5 separate regions of the Mus musculus genome follow, and regions 1, 2, 4 and 5 are each linked to region 3. Evidence: chromatin contacts called from public HiCAR-type and promoter capture Hi-C data. All regions are on one chromosome and are shown on one strand. The core of a region is the stretch at or near the end of the contact, and the rest is flanking DNA. Distances in the headings are between cores, read along the strand shown.

Region 1 (2,700 bases), core at 130-2,629, 1.7 Mb before region 3:
GTCCTCGGAGCCTGACTCGGATACGCCGCCAGGGCTCGGCGTGTCCCGATCGCTGCTGCCGCCGCCCGCAGCCTCGCGCGCCTCCGCCCTGGTGGCGGCTTCTGGCTCTGGCGCGCGGGCCGCCGCGGGCACCGGCCGTGGTTTGTGCCAGCGGCGGTGCGAGGCCAGGTTGGCCGGGCAGCTGAAGACCTTGGCGCACTCTGGGCAGCGGTACTCCACGCGCACGATGCGCGAGCACTTGTGCTGCGCCAGCGCGAACGGGTCAGCGTACTCCTCCTTGCACAGCTGGCAGATGAACTCGCCCAGGGGTCGGGTCGCGCCCCCCGCGCGACCCCGCGGCGCCTCCACCGGGCCCTCCTTGATCTTGAGCCCCAGAACCGGCGACGTGGTCACCTCGTCCTCGAAGTGCAGCTTGCGGATGGCCTTCGGCTTTTTGGCGCTCGGGGCCTTGGCTGCCTTGGCGGGCGGCTCTGTAGCGACAGCGGCGGGGGGCGCCGGTCGCTTGCCCGGGGGCCGCAGGGCCGCGGCGGGGGACAGTGGAGGACCGGTCCCAGGACCCCGGGCCGCCTCGGCGCCGGCGGAGAACGCAGTGCCCATCTTGAGCTCGGCGGGAGCGAAGAGCAGCGCGTCTCCGCCGCAGGTGCCGCCGCCGCCGCCGCCAGCGCCGTTGGCGCCGCTGCCTCCCCCTGCGAGCAGCGCGGCGGGCGTGGGGAAGGACTCAGCGGACACCGGCGAGCCCAGGTTGAAGCTGCGCTCGAAGTACTTGTGCTTCTCGTGCTCGCGGCTCACCGGCCGCGTGGGACTGTAGAGAGGCGCCGGGTGCGCAGCCTCGGGGTTGCCGAAGTGCGCGGCCCGCGGGCCTGGCGGGGGTGGCGGCGGCGGGCCTGGCGCGCAGGCGAGCGCGGCGGCGAGCGCAGCATGGGCGCGCTCCGCGAGCGCCGGCGGCGGAGGTGGCGGCAGCGGCCCGGGGCTGGGCACCGGGGGCTCGGCGCGGGCGCCCCCGCAGCCGGGTGACAGCAGCAGCGCCCGGTCACTGTCCTCGCCGCCGCGGACCCGGTAGGACACGGGCGTGGACTTCTTGCTGCGCTTCACCAGAAACCCGCGGGGCATGTTGGCGCGGTGAAAAGGGCGACGCACTGGTTGGGTCCCACCTCCGTGCTCGGCCCTGGCGGCCCTCAGTGACCCCAGCCCATCGCCTGCACGCGGCGGCTTCGGGACTCCCGCAGTGCCCGCGGCTGCTGGCCCGGCTCTGCGCTCCGCACGCGCGTCCCTGTCCCCGGGCCCGGGCGCCGCTCCCTTTTAACGGGGGGAGGGGGCCATTGTTCTCGCCTCCCGCTTCCCCCAGAGCCAATCAGAGCGTCCGCAGCTCCTCCGCCGACGAGGGCGGGAGGGCGACGGAGCGGCAAAAAAGGGGCCGGGACTCGAGGGTCGCCCGGTAGGTGCGGCAGATGTACCTGAGGGCGCGGGGCCCCAGCGCGCGCCCCTCGGCCGCCCCGCCCCGCCCCGCCCCGCCGCGCCCGGCGCCGCCGCCCCGCCTGGCCCAGGCACACGCCCGGCCCCGCCTCCCTTCACGGTCTGCTGCTCCTCTATGGGGAGGCGCACGTGCCTGGGCTTTGTGTGTCTCCTCCGGGGGGCGCGGAGCCGCCAAATGGGCCCGTCCATCAGCACGACAATGTGCGCCCCCCTCCCGCGCGAGGATTACCCGCGGGTCGCGAGCTAAATAGCAACAAAGGAGAAGAATGGCCCCAAATATGTCAGGAGGGTTCAATCCGCGAGCCGGAGCCCAGGGGGAAATTGGGCGCGCTGATGGGGTGGGGGCAGGGGCGACCCGAGGGCCGCGGCTGCTGCGGGAGAAGGGCGCGGGAGCTCCGCGCGTCGTATGGAAAATCATCGGCAAGGGGAACGCGCAACTCAACTCCGGACAGCCAGTGGCCCGACCGTGCTCTGGCCGCGGGAACCCGGGCTTCAGAGAGTAAACACGTTGAGCCAGCGGGCTTCGGCGGAGCGCCGGGTCTGGGCTCACGGGCTCAACCTGCCGGCGGGCCTCGAAAGCTTCTCTCGAGTTGGAGAAACTGTTGGCATAGCACGTTTTCGATCGCCCTCGGATGCGAGGCTGCATCCCTGGCCTGCTGGCTGGCTTCCAAAAGGAACTTGAATATCTGAAGTTACGTTCCTTTCCCTAATATGCCTGAAGCCGGAGGATTGGCATCTTTGCCAGGGTCGGACCCAGGCTTCAGGAGCCTCCTCGCTGTCCAGGGCGTAGGCAACGCCTGTGGAGTTGACCCAAGTGGGCCACGCACGGTGAAGTTGGTTTTCACCCTCTGCGCAGCCTCATGCATTTTCATTCTGAGCGGGCATTTTGTCTGTGGGTTGACATCAGATGCTAAATCAAGGGCTCCAATCAAGGCGCTGCGGAATAAAGCAACCGCCTGTCTGGGCGCGGGGGCCCCCCCCCCCCGGAGTCGTGCCCCCTTCACCTTTGTGAAGGAAATTAACCTCCCGCTATTGAGCGCGGGTCGCGGCCAATCTGGACGCAAAAGAGACGCGTGCTGCCGGGGGTGTGGGGAGGTGGGGGTGGCCAATCTGTCCTCAGAGGGAGCCTGCAGCCTGAGAGGACCAGCCGCTTCCTCCCGTGCCACTGGCAAGAGACAACAACGAAGGACACCCCTGGTACACACACGCCACACTAGACGCCAGATT
Region 2 (2,700 bases), core at 140-2,639, 1.2 Mb before region 3:
GAGACTCTTGGCCCTCGTTTCAGCAATAAGCTCAATAAAGCTTGCTCTATCAACAAGGTTTCTGATGGATTTTCTAGGGTCAACCTCTGACATATGATCAGTCTCAATCTCTTTGGAAATAGAAAACACAGATACACATACATACACAGATACACATACATACTTATGAACACTTAAGGGCTTTGGATTTACTAACCACAAGCACTCCCCCCACCCCCCTTCTCAGTAATAAAGCAATAAGGTTTCCTTGGTGCGCCTCCTCTGGGGACAAGGACCATTGTTTGGGACACCTGACTGCAATACACTTCATGTGCACATTTAACTTCCTTTAGTCTATTCCCCCCCCCCCCAATCCCCAGGGCAGGGGGTGAGGTGTGAGTCAGGATTTTCCAAAATAAATTTGCATTTATTTGAGGATATGAATAAACAGGTCAAAAAGCCACAAAAGGAAAACTAATTTGCAAGTTCACATTAGAAATGGCCATCAAATCTTAAACATACGCACTCCATATAAAATAACCTTAAAAAAAAATCTCTCATTAAACCAGAAAGTTACTTTAGCCCCAGCAATGCCCACGTGAAACAGACAAGCTGTATGACTTTAATCTTGTCTTCCCCTTGCCCCACCATAAGAAACCTTTGAGTGTTTGAGAAACTAACATTTGATCAGCCTAAAGTGAGGTCCTGGAATCATTGTTTTGCTTTGCTTTGCTTTTTCTTCTGCTCTTTAATGATTCAGTCAGACGAATACACTGGTCTCACACCATTAATTTTTTGGAAATCAAAGTCCAGCTTTCATCCTGAAATTCCCTAGCTTAAAAAGCCTGAACAGCACACCACTTCAGAGCCCCTCTAGGGTCTCACCGTGTGGCATCTCTGACCCAGACCCCAGCCAGTGAGGAACTATTAAACCACAAAAGCCCCAGCCCGCTGAGCACCACCGTGCTCACAGGCAAGCTCCCCTGGCCCCAGCTGGTCTAGCCAGCAGGCTTTTAAGCTCCAGCCTGCAGCTTCGGGTGCCTGCAGCTCCTCAGGCTGCCGCGCAGAGGGAGCAGAGCTGAGATCCCAAATCCAGTTAGTTTCCTTTTACCTTAAAGAAACTTCCTCGCTTGTCCAGACCTTGGGCGCCCATGGTCCACGCTGACATTTCCCCCAGCGAGGCTCTACAACATGCCGGGGACTCCTGAAGGTAGAGACATTTTCAATGGTTAGTGGAGCCTGTAGGAAATTCCTTTCTAAGCCACAGAGCACTCACAACAACAGTCCTGCCAAGATCTTTTTCCGTCAACAACATTGTGCCATTTATTTCCCACCAAAGCCCTTACATCTCCTTTCAGCCCGGTTTCCTGCCGCGGCCAGCACTCTTCCTAGACTGTGCCCCACCTCGCTGCCCCACCCCCTCTGCCAGCAGCTGACGTAGAAGGTCTTCAGGACTTCAGGGAGCATAAAGATGGCTTTGTGTGTTTGCTTGACCCCAAGCTGAAGTCCAAAAGGAACCAATATTAGTTGTCCCCATAATCTGCTGTGAAAGCTTATAGATTTCATATGGCAGATCGCAGAAGAATGGATCCCTCTATGTCCCAGGAAATCCTGCTGTTAGGGAGTGAGGTCAGCATTCCCTCAGTTAGCTCTCCTCCCGGGCAGGCAAGGTCAGCAGAAGGGCACTAGGGAGAAATCCCTCTGTTTTTTCCCCCCTTAGAAGCCAGTGGGACTGGGATGCAGCCCAGAGAGTCAGTGTTTACAGAGCTCATTTGTGTAAGGGGACGCATGTAAACAGCTCCAGGATCATCCAAGGGCTTGGGCTCACTTTGGAACACAGAGGAAAAATTTAAAGGCAGGATAACAACATGGTCCTGAATCATCGCCGAGACTATCATGCTTGGAATTTCCCTTCCTAGGACAGAAACCAGTAATATCTGCACACACCCTGCAAAGACTTCCATCTTCATTTCAGTCTTAGCTGGGTACACACACCTGGTGCAAGAGACCTGGCTGAGACAGGTGTGTCTTGGGGTGGCAAGGGAAGTCCCCAAAGCCTTACTTACCCAGTGAAACTGTACAGCCAGTGAAACTGTACAGGTTTAAACAGAAATCTCACAAAGGGCTGGCTCTCTCTCTCTCTCTCTCTCTCTCTCTCTCTCTCTCTCACACACACACACACACACACATACACACACACAAACATGCCTTTCAACCCACTTGCTATAACATGTACAAGCCAGGGCATATTGCAGACACAAGCAACACAGAAAGTAGGAAGTGCAAACATCACTTGAATCACTAAGGAATATTAAAAGTGGTTGGGCTGCAGGCATGAAGTGGTGAGGTACCAAAGCCTGGATGACAGAGCCAGCATCAGACACTTGGATGCTGAGGTCAGCGCTAGTGACAGTCTAACAAGGGGAAAGGCAAAGTCTACCAGTGAGCAATGCACAAGTGTAAAAGCAAGAGACTTTGTAGAGATTCCTTTGATGCCCCCCAAACTGTCTCTCAACCCACACCCACAGTGAGCTGTTAGGTTGGACTCAGGTGTGGAATCTCATCTAGGCAAAACAGCATCTCACGCACCTAGCCTTCCTTTCAAAACCTCCTCTAGTTGACTTGTTGCTCCATGTCTTGGTCACTTTCTCTCTGGCATCCTGTTCCATTTGTGATCCTGCTGGGATGAAGGACAGTGATCCAAAACCCTCCTGGAGAGAT
Region 3 (2,700 bases), core at 109-2,608:
CATGTTTAAGCAAGTAGACTGTTAAAAAAAGGAAAGCCAGAAAACTGAACTGAAGAAGAAGAAGAAGAAGAAGAAGAAGAAGAAGAAGAAGAAGAAGAAGAAGAAGACGACGACTAAACCTGTGAAATGAGAATGGAAGCATATTCTTGTAATTTCCATATTTGGGAGGCTGAGGCAGAATCAAGAGAGTACAAAGCCTCCTGGGTTACATAGGGATAGATATAGATATATAGATATATCCTGCAAATAATTTGGGTGAGGACAATTTTACATACCCAGAAAAGCAAATTAATTATTCTACCATACAGACTCTATACAACAAAGTCCCAAATGTCTGTTCCAACTGAAACTCTTAACACATCTACTTGTTAGTTCTGGCAAATACAAGAAGATAAAACCCTAACTACACAGAAAGCACTTAGGCGCCTGGGAGCGGGGGTGGGGGTGGGGGGTAGTAAATAAGTCACAGCACATTCTAACATCGCCATTTCCAGCAGTTACTTCAGCAAACCCCATTAAATAATGGTAACCCCTCTATAAAGTTCTTTACGTAAATGTATAAGTCCCCGAGTATCAACATATTAACACCTGCTCCTATTTCCCACTGCCTCCTTTCCTCGATTTATTCTAAACCAGCTTCTTAATCCTAAACACGTAATCCACAGAGGCTTTCAGTGAATTCATGAATCCTCTGACGTTCTATGTATTTTTATTAAATTCTATGTGCTGAGAAAAATGCTCCTATCAAACTCTCAACGAGTAAGGGTATCTGAAGAGGTAAATAGCCGAATGGATGAATGACTGAGTGAATGAAGAGAGAATGAATGAATGAGTGAGTGGATAAAAGAAAGGCATCCAATAAAATATCTTAGCCCCTCTAAGCTCTCCAGGACATAACTTTCCAGGACTTAGTAACCATCTGTAGACACAGTTAAATACCTAATCCTGTACTGAAGATCTGGTTTCTGGTTTCACTTATCACAAAGCAAAACTCAAGGTTTTCATGGGGATTCGGTCCTTCCGGATGTTCGAGTCACCACCACCAACACCCCAATTCCGAGGGCTAAGGAGTCAGAAACCGGCCGTCGGCTCTCAGGCACGGCGCGGACGAGTCACTCTGAGCCGGCTTCTGGGTCATCAACTCTCTCTGATTCTTCCCATAAGCAAGCCCACCTTGCCTCGGCCTGTCTGGCTTCGGCCCTCCTCCTATGCGCCCCTTCACCATTGCAGAGCCAGCCGCTCACCTGTCCGGAGCCACTCACCGGGACTGAACCTTCCGCGCCCCACGGACACCAGAGCTCAACTCCGGCTTCCACCGCCAAGTCCACCTCAGCTCACAGTCGATTGGTCACCGCTCCGAAACGTCATTTCGCGGCGCCATGCTCTAGCCAATCAGAGAGCGCTTCTCTGGCTGACCCGAGAAAGTGAAACAGTCAGAAAAGCTGCGCCTCCATCTTTGAATAGGGCAAGGCTGTGGTTTCTCACCCAACAAACTTTAGAATGTAGAATTCCTCAGGATACATACTTTCTTGAATATATCCTGAAATTTTTCTCCTTCACAGAACCTCGGCGCCTGCGGAACCGTCATCCAAATGCATCCAGCACTCCTCAGGGGACCGCCCTGACACAACATGACGTCTGTTTGCCTCAGGGGGAAGTCCCTCTCATCGCCTAGCTACCGGGAAGCGAGAAGAGGGACGCGTAGCCCGGAGTTGTCCGGAGAGGCCCTCAGCCTGCGGGAAGGGGCTAGGAGGGGACAGAGAGTCTCGGCCGCTAGTTGGTGATCTTTTTGAGCTCAGCAAGTGCGGGTGCGGGTCCTCTCTTCGCGGTACAAAACTTTCCCTTCTCGTTGCTGCTGTGGTTTCTGTGCTCAATAAAAACTGTTTCTGGTGAACATCCTCCTGCCATTCCCCAGCAAGGAAGTGAGTAATTGGGGATGGTCTTATTCAGACACTTAAGGAAACTATCAGAGTCCGTTTTGATGGGTAACACAGCTTTTTCTGTGACCGCCGCAGTCATTTTTACACTTTCTTACAAGTGGCAAAAATAAATAAATAAATAAATAGCAGCAAATTCAGCGAGTGTGTAGTGCCTGCAGCGGCCAGAAGAATCTATTGTGTATCCTCTAACACGGGTGCTAGGAACTGAACTCCAGCAGTATACACATAGCCACTCAACCAACCCTTCATCCCGCCAACTAAAATCTTACAGTTATGCTAAGACATGTTATTCAAAGAGTACCCATTAAATAACCCAGTTTCCTACTAATGCAAACTTTTCTTTAAGACAGAGCCTAGCTGTAGGTTTGGCTGGCCTGGAACTCAGGAAGCCCTGCTTTCTTCTATCTTCCTATGCCTCCTCAATTTAAAAGCACACGCCATCACACCCGGCTAAATCAAACTTTTTGACGTCTATAAATCATAGGGACTTAAGTTTAAATAGGTGGTACTATAAAATATTACTGTTTGCATTACAATCTTTAAAATAAATTTACATTTTCTCATCATCATAAACATAACAATGTTAATGATGGCATGTTTAAAACCTTAAATTATGTTTGGGAAATGCAGTTATCTCTTCCTAAGGTAAAATGTAAAATAAAATATACATGTTCGTTATATCTAACGCTGAAAAAAAGAAGTCGCTTTTTAAATAACAAACACTAATATGATTTTATTTGTCAAATATTTCCCTTTCAAT
Region 4 (2,700 bases), core at 2-2,501, 1.4 Mb before region 3:
ACACAGTTGGGTGAATAGGGAGTGGGGTAGATCTGGGGAAAGCTGGAGGAATGGCTATGATTAAGACGCAAAACTTTCAAAGAAGGAATTAAAAAACAAACAAACAAAATGCTTGATAAAAAGGAGTATTGATGGACAAAGGCTCGAGGGGGAGGATGAACAGGAGGTACCCTGAGGATGTTGACAGTTCCAGGCCAGCCTGGTCTACAGAGTGAGTTCCCGGACAACCAGGGAATCAGGACTACACCGAGAAACCCTGTCTCCAAAACAAAACAAAAAATCTTGCCGTTGTCCTAAATCTCAAGACTGTTACAAAAGTAAACTCTAACAGTTTCTTGTAACTGACACGGGGTGGGGATGGATCGTAGAAAGTCCTTTGAGGGTGGGGAAAGAGTAGGAAAAGCTCACCTTCCCAATTTTGCTGTCAATTCCAAAATTTTTATTTTAAAAAATTATCTTAACTATATGCTAAATCACTGTTTTTAATGTACTTCAGATATTATACGTACTAACATCTAGCGAGTATTTTACAGAGACAGATTTTTTTCTTTAATCTTAAGGAAATAGATACTTTTATCCTTTTATAGCTAAGGATATTAAGGATAAGAGAATTGAGATAATACAAATTTACATGCCGGGCGTGGTGGCGCACGCCTTTAATCCCAGCACTTGGGAGGCAGAGGCAGGCGGATTTCTGAGTTCGAGGCCAGCCTGGTCTACAGAGTGAGTTCCAGGACAGCCAGGGCTATACAGAGAAACCCTGTCTCGGAAAATAAAAAAAAAAAAAAAAAAAAAAAAATTTACAGACTAAAAATTTGATCAGTTTCTGTAGGTGCTTTGCTACTGACTAATTTCCACCTTTCTCTAACATCTTGTTTCAAAAATACCTCTTCTGATTTTTTTTTTAAAAAAATCCACATTTCAAGATTATTAACTTGGTCCAATCGCGGGGAAGCCTAAGGCGAGGGGGCGGGAACTCGAAAGACTACAAATCCCAGAATGCACCGCTGCCCAGGCTGCTTGCAGGGTTTCCTCGGTGCTTTTCCCTTCTCCCCGGAGTTTCTACACCTGAAATGGATTTCTACGCCCCTCAAAGGTGCCACGGCCTACAGCTGCACGCATCCCGGAGATAGACCTGGATGAGCCCTCGCCGCCAGAGCCCTATATCCCTGCGGCGCAGCCCGCCCTACCCACCTCACCCGCAGCTCCAGCAAGCCGCAAGTCTCCACAGAGGACGCGCACACAGTTGCTAAGGAAACGACGCGGCGTTTCCCCTGACTGGTGAGGCGGTCAAAGGTCGTCTTCGCAAGTTCCGGTTCCGGTTCCGGTATCTAGTTTGTTGTGGCTGACTCTGTTGTGCCGGCCGGTTCGAAGTGCTTTTCTCAAGTCCGGTTGTCGGCCAGGATCGCTCGAGTTCCACGGCTGCAGTCATGGCAGCCTCCACGGCGGCCGGGAAACAGCGCATTCCTAAAGTGGCCAAGGTAGGCGACCGGGAGGAGCCCCCGAACAGCATCTGCGGTGTCGGGCACCAGAGATTCGAGACAGCGATCTCTGTGCCGCGGTCCAAGAAGACAGGTGGTCGGTGAGGTGGCGCAGGGTCTTGTCACTCCGAGCTCGTCTCGCGTCTGCCCAGCCTTCCTTCCAGGGTTGCAAAGCATCGGTTCGGTTCGGTAAACTGTTTGCTTTGCTAGTCTCTGGGGATCCCCTACTTTTACTCCGGGCAAGAGTGCTCCACTAAAACTGGAGAGAGAGCGAAATGGCAACCCAGATAGATGTATCCAAGTAGTGTAGATATGCCATGGGCAAGAGCCAGAAGGGTGCCTGTAAACTTGAGGGTAAACTTTGTGAAGGAAGTTAACACTTAGGCTGCATCAAAGTTAGGCAGTGAAGAGAATGGCAGAGGATAGGCTCTGGGCAATGGCATAAAATTTAGGTTAGATAGTAAATTGTTATATTTCCAACTGTGGTTGATACTTCATCAATACTTAATAAGTGTCAAATCTTGCACTTAGCCATCACATACAGTCATTCTCTGGAAGTCTGATTTGGCCATTTTGTCTTGAGACAAGTTCTTATTTCCACATGTAATTATTGTAAAAGTCTGATGTGGTAGCTTCCCCCCTACCCCCGCTCCCAAACCCCTATCCTGAGTCATAAAAGCCAGGGAATGCATGCTGACTAAGTTTTTGACAGCTTGACACAAGATAAAGTTATCTAGGAGGAGGCATCTGGACTAAGAAAATTCGTCCCTAAGCTTGCTTGCTGGCAAGTGTGTGAGGCATTTTCTTGATTACCAATTGATGTGGACGCCCCCCCCCCCCCCGCCTACTTGGGCAGTGCCACACCTGGGCAGGGGCTCTGGTGTAGTCTGTGAGAGCAGACTGAGCACAGCTGGTATGCCTCCAGCTTCCTGCCGTGTCTTCCATTCATGAAGACTGTGGTCCAGTTGTGTAAGCCAATCAGTCAGCTCTTTCCTCTGCAGGTTGCTTTTGTTGGTGATGTTCGATCACAGCAGTAAAAAGGCCAATTAGAACTTAGGGTCCATCTGCACTTGAACACATTTGACTTTTAAGCTCCTGTGTTGGAACTATAGCTTCAGGTGCTCTAAAAGCTTACAGGCTAATGATGGAGACTTAGTAAAAACAAGTTTCAGTTGGCCTAAAATGTCATGGAAAACCAGCTTGTCCACTAGAAGGATTA
Region 5 (2,700 bases), core at 53-2,552, 1.5 Mb after region 3:
AAATTGGTAGAATCTGTCAATACATAGGCAGATTTAAAAACATATTATTCAAGGTTATATACTTCTTTTATCCCCACTTAAATGATACTGTCCTTTCATCTACATAATGACATAACTTTCGAAAGTATATTTATTAATTCTTTGAGAATGTCATGTGTTTTGATCATATTCACCAGAAAATGGTTTTTCAGTAAAATGATTTGAACATTTTGTGAAAGATCAGTAAACACGCACCTAGTTTTAAAAAGTCATTGTAATAGAACAATACAAATTAAGACAGTTCATAGATGCACTCATGAATGTATTGATTTAAACGATTAGTGTGTGTGTGTGTGTTTGTTTACCTGTGCCATCGTGTATGTTGAGGTCAGAGAACGACCTCTCAGGGGCTTTCACTTCTGTCTCTTTCCCACTATGTGAGTCTCAAGAGTGGTCAAGGTTGACAGTTCAGAGCTCAGATTCTTGTATCAATAAGATACGGATTTAAGTTCTGTTTACGATTTTACAACCTACTTCGATGGGGGGCAAGTTCCTTAATGTCTCAAGTCCCCAGCTACAAATTATGGCTACTAACAGCACCTATAAAATGGAGCCTATAAAATTATGAGACAGATATGTATCAGTCTGCACCAGTTAGCATCTACAGTTACTATTTATTATCGATAGCTATCACTCGTTAAAGGACACAAGTGTCTTAACGTCACACAACAAGCTGCTCTGAACAACTTATAGGAAGGGCCTGTACTATGTAGGCAACGGATAATAGGTAACGTTTCTCACAGGCTTGCCTCTCTACATGGGAACCTGGAGAAGGGCTGGGACTCAAGAGAGGGACAAGAGCACAGGCTCTGGCATTAGCTCCTTTGGGCTGAAATAGTGCAAGGGCACCAGAAACCCAAAGGCTGCCGGGGAGAAGAGGCCGAGAGTGCACAGTGAACTGCACACCCTGCTCCTCCAAGCAAGTCACGGGCCATTCTCTCCCCCTGGGCTAATTCCTATGTGTCCGCTTGAGCCTCTTTACACACCGGCCAATCCACCCAACACCAGGGTCCTCTGACATTAAAAACCCAACCATCCTGCAGAGAACAGGCTGTGACGCCGGGCCTCATTCCGCCAGCCCTGGGGTCGCCGTCCCTTCCTCCTATACGTCCGCGGACCGAGGACCACGCAACCGACGACACCTTCGCCCTCGCCGGCTCAGTTACCGCGGACGGGGCGGATCCCGCCAAACCCTGAGACCAGCCACAGCGAAAAAGAACCCGAGAGACTCACCTGAAGCCGGCGCGGTCCGCTTGAAACTAATACCGGAAGAGCTTCCCCGCGCCGGAAGAGGGCGGCCAAACTCCTCAATCGAACTCAGAGAAGTCGAAGAGTCGAGCACCGATTCAATCGAGCCCTCCTCGCCCCGGCCGGCCAAGGCGGAATCTTTCTGCGCACGCGCATTCCTGTGGGCTAGGAAGTTTGTGGAAAGGGGGAGAACTGGAAGGGATCAAATTAGGACCCGGGGGCCAAGCTGTGGAGGCAGAGGAGGGAAGGGTAGGGGGTCGTTTCCCTTACTGCGACTTTGAAGCTTCCCAACTATAGGATGTGATACAATTTTACAGGAGCCTGTCTCCAGCCACAAGTTAGTCAAGCCTTTCTATGGGTCCTGGTCAACTTGACTTAACACCATTGTCAATCTCTAGTTGTCAATCTCCAGGAGTCTGAAAGAACACACCAGCCAGCACTCTATAGATTACGTCTTAGATGCAGCCCAGTCTTCGACCCCTGAACAAAGAGAATTTTAGTCGTTGATGGTACTCTCACCAGGCTTCAGGAGCGAGCAAACTAAAGAGCCTAAACTCACTTAGACACAGTTAACTCCCGCCCACTCCCCCACCCTCTCCTTTCCTCACAAAATGCTTGGATTTTTCTAGGCTAAAAATTGGGGTAAGGACCAAATTGGTTGATTTTACCAGCCTGAGGTTTCTAATTTTTGAAAGTCACATGAAGTTGCAGGATGGAAATAGTGTTTTGAGAGTAGTAATTTTATATGCTTTTTTCACTGAAGTGATTAGGAGAATGGCTTATACTCGATAAATATGATTCAGACGATTGAATGAAGTTCCGTGAAAATTAGGTCATAATAAAACAAGTGTGATATCCAGTGAAAATCCTGTAAATGTAGGAAATAATGTTAAACAACCACAGAAAAAGTGTTCTTTAATTACATAGATATGGAAACCAGTTTGGCTTTTATAAAAACAATATCGAGTATGTTCTTAGCAAAAGGGCATCAAGTAAATACGAAACACTTTCTAAGCAACAGAAGGTCTGAGCAGTTGATTAACTGTGCTTGGTGGTAATGAGAGCATTGGAATAAGCTATAACCTGCCTGTGTTATATACATTCATCTGGCCGAGAGAGAGTTCGTAGCTATTTTCAAAAAGCAAATTGATAAACATGCAAGGACACTCCACTTGGGAAAAAAATAAAGAGATTTAAAGAAATGCCATACCTATTCTATCAAAGCTTGAGTCTCAGCTACTATACCTTTTGCACAGCAAAGAAGAAATTGTCCGATGACAACTCAGTGTCAGTGGCTTCTATGCTCTTTTCCAGGTTCACTTATAAAGAATGAACACATTTTTATATCCATGAGTAATCCCTGCAAGCTTTTTTTTTTTCTTCTTGTCTGTATAGTCCTGGCTGTCCTGGAAC

The links. Promoter capture Hi-C pulls out the DNA fragments that hold promoters and counts their contacts. HiCAR-type assays count read pairs that join an accessible place to other places.
Region 1: a promoter capture Hi-C map of embryonic stem cells shows a contact between it and region 3, with 5 times the contacts expected there. The contact joins the promoter of Insm1 here to the promoter of Sec23b in region 3. A contact is called at or near these places in 2 of 39 promoter capture datasets (both in embryonic stem cells).
Region 2: a contact with region 3 is called in a promoter capture Hi-C map of the 3T3-L1 cell line, with 4 times the contacts expected there. The contact joins the promoter of Rin2 here to the promoter of Sec23b in region 3. A contact is called at or near these places in 2 of 39 promoter capture datasets (the 3T3-L1 cell line and frontonasal cranial neural crest).
Region 4: a contact with region 3 is called in a HiCAR-type map of astrocytes, with 5 times the contacts expected there. The contact joins the promoter of Cfap61 here to the promoter of Sec23b in region 3. A contact is called at or near these places in 9 of 39 promoter capture datasets (the 3T3-L1 cell line, cranial neural crest, embryonic stem cells and 5 more), 2 of 484 Hi-C or Micro-C datasets (embryonic stem cells and liver), 3 of 115 datasets of contacts at active chromatin or transcription factors (astrocytes and embryonic stem cells) and 1 of 9 other capture datasets (liver).
Region 5: a contact with region 3 is called in a promoter capture Hi-C map of liver, with 6 times the contacts expected there. The contact joins the promoter of Snrpb2 here to the promoter of Sec23b in region 3. A contact is called at or near these places in 3 of 39 promoter capture datasets (hematopoietic stem and progenitor cells, liver and pre-B cells), 2 of 484 Hi-C or Micro-C datasets (B cells and pre-B cells), 2 of 115 datasets of contacts at active chromatin or transcription factors (astrocytes and large pre-B cells) and 1 of 9 other capture datasets (adipose tissue).

What each region holds. Positions count from the first base shown.
Region 1 is chr2:146,220,676-146,223,375 of GRCm38.p6, reverse strand. It overlaps Insm1 (insulinoma-associated 1), which reads right to left and starts at 1,379. Exons shown (of 1, transcript NM_016889.3): 1 at 1-1,379. The coding sequence starts at 1,110.
Region 2 is chr2:145,784,805-145,787,504 of GRCm38.p6, reverse strand. Rin2 (Ras and Rab interactor 2) reads right to left here and starts at 1,389. Exons shown (of 13, transcript NM_028724.4): 1 at 1,326-1,389; 2 at 1,091-1,183.
Region 3 is chr2:144,554,887-144,557,586 of GRCm38.p6, reverse strand. Sec23b (SEC23 homolog B, COPII coat complex component) reads right to left here and starts at 1,358. Exons shown (of 20, transcript NM_001252544.1): 1 at 1,263-1,358. Gm34292 (a long non-coding RNA gene) reads left to right here and starts at 952. Exons shown (of 1, transcript XR_003953925.1): 1 at 952-2,700.
Region 4 is chr2:145,933,335-145,936,034 of GRCm38.p6, reverse strand. Cfap61 (cilia and flagella associated protein 61) reads right to left here and starts at 1,251. Exons shown (of 27, transcript NM_001369121.1): 1 at 1,195-1,251. Crnkl1 (crooked neck pre-mRNA splicing factor 1) reads left to right here and starts at 1,335. Exons shown (of 14, transcript NM_025820.3): 1 at 1,335-1,481. The coding sequence starts at 1,431.
Region 5 is chr2:143,061,671-143,064,370 of GRCm38.p6, reverse strand. Snrpb2 (U2 small nuclear ribonucleoprotein B) reads right to left here and starts at 1,302. Exons shown (of 7, transcript NM_021335.3): 1 at 1,273-1,302.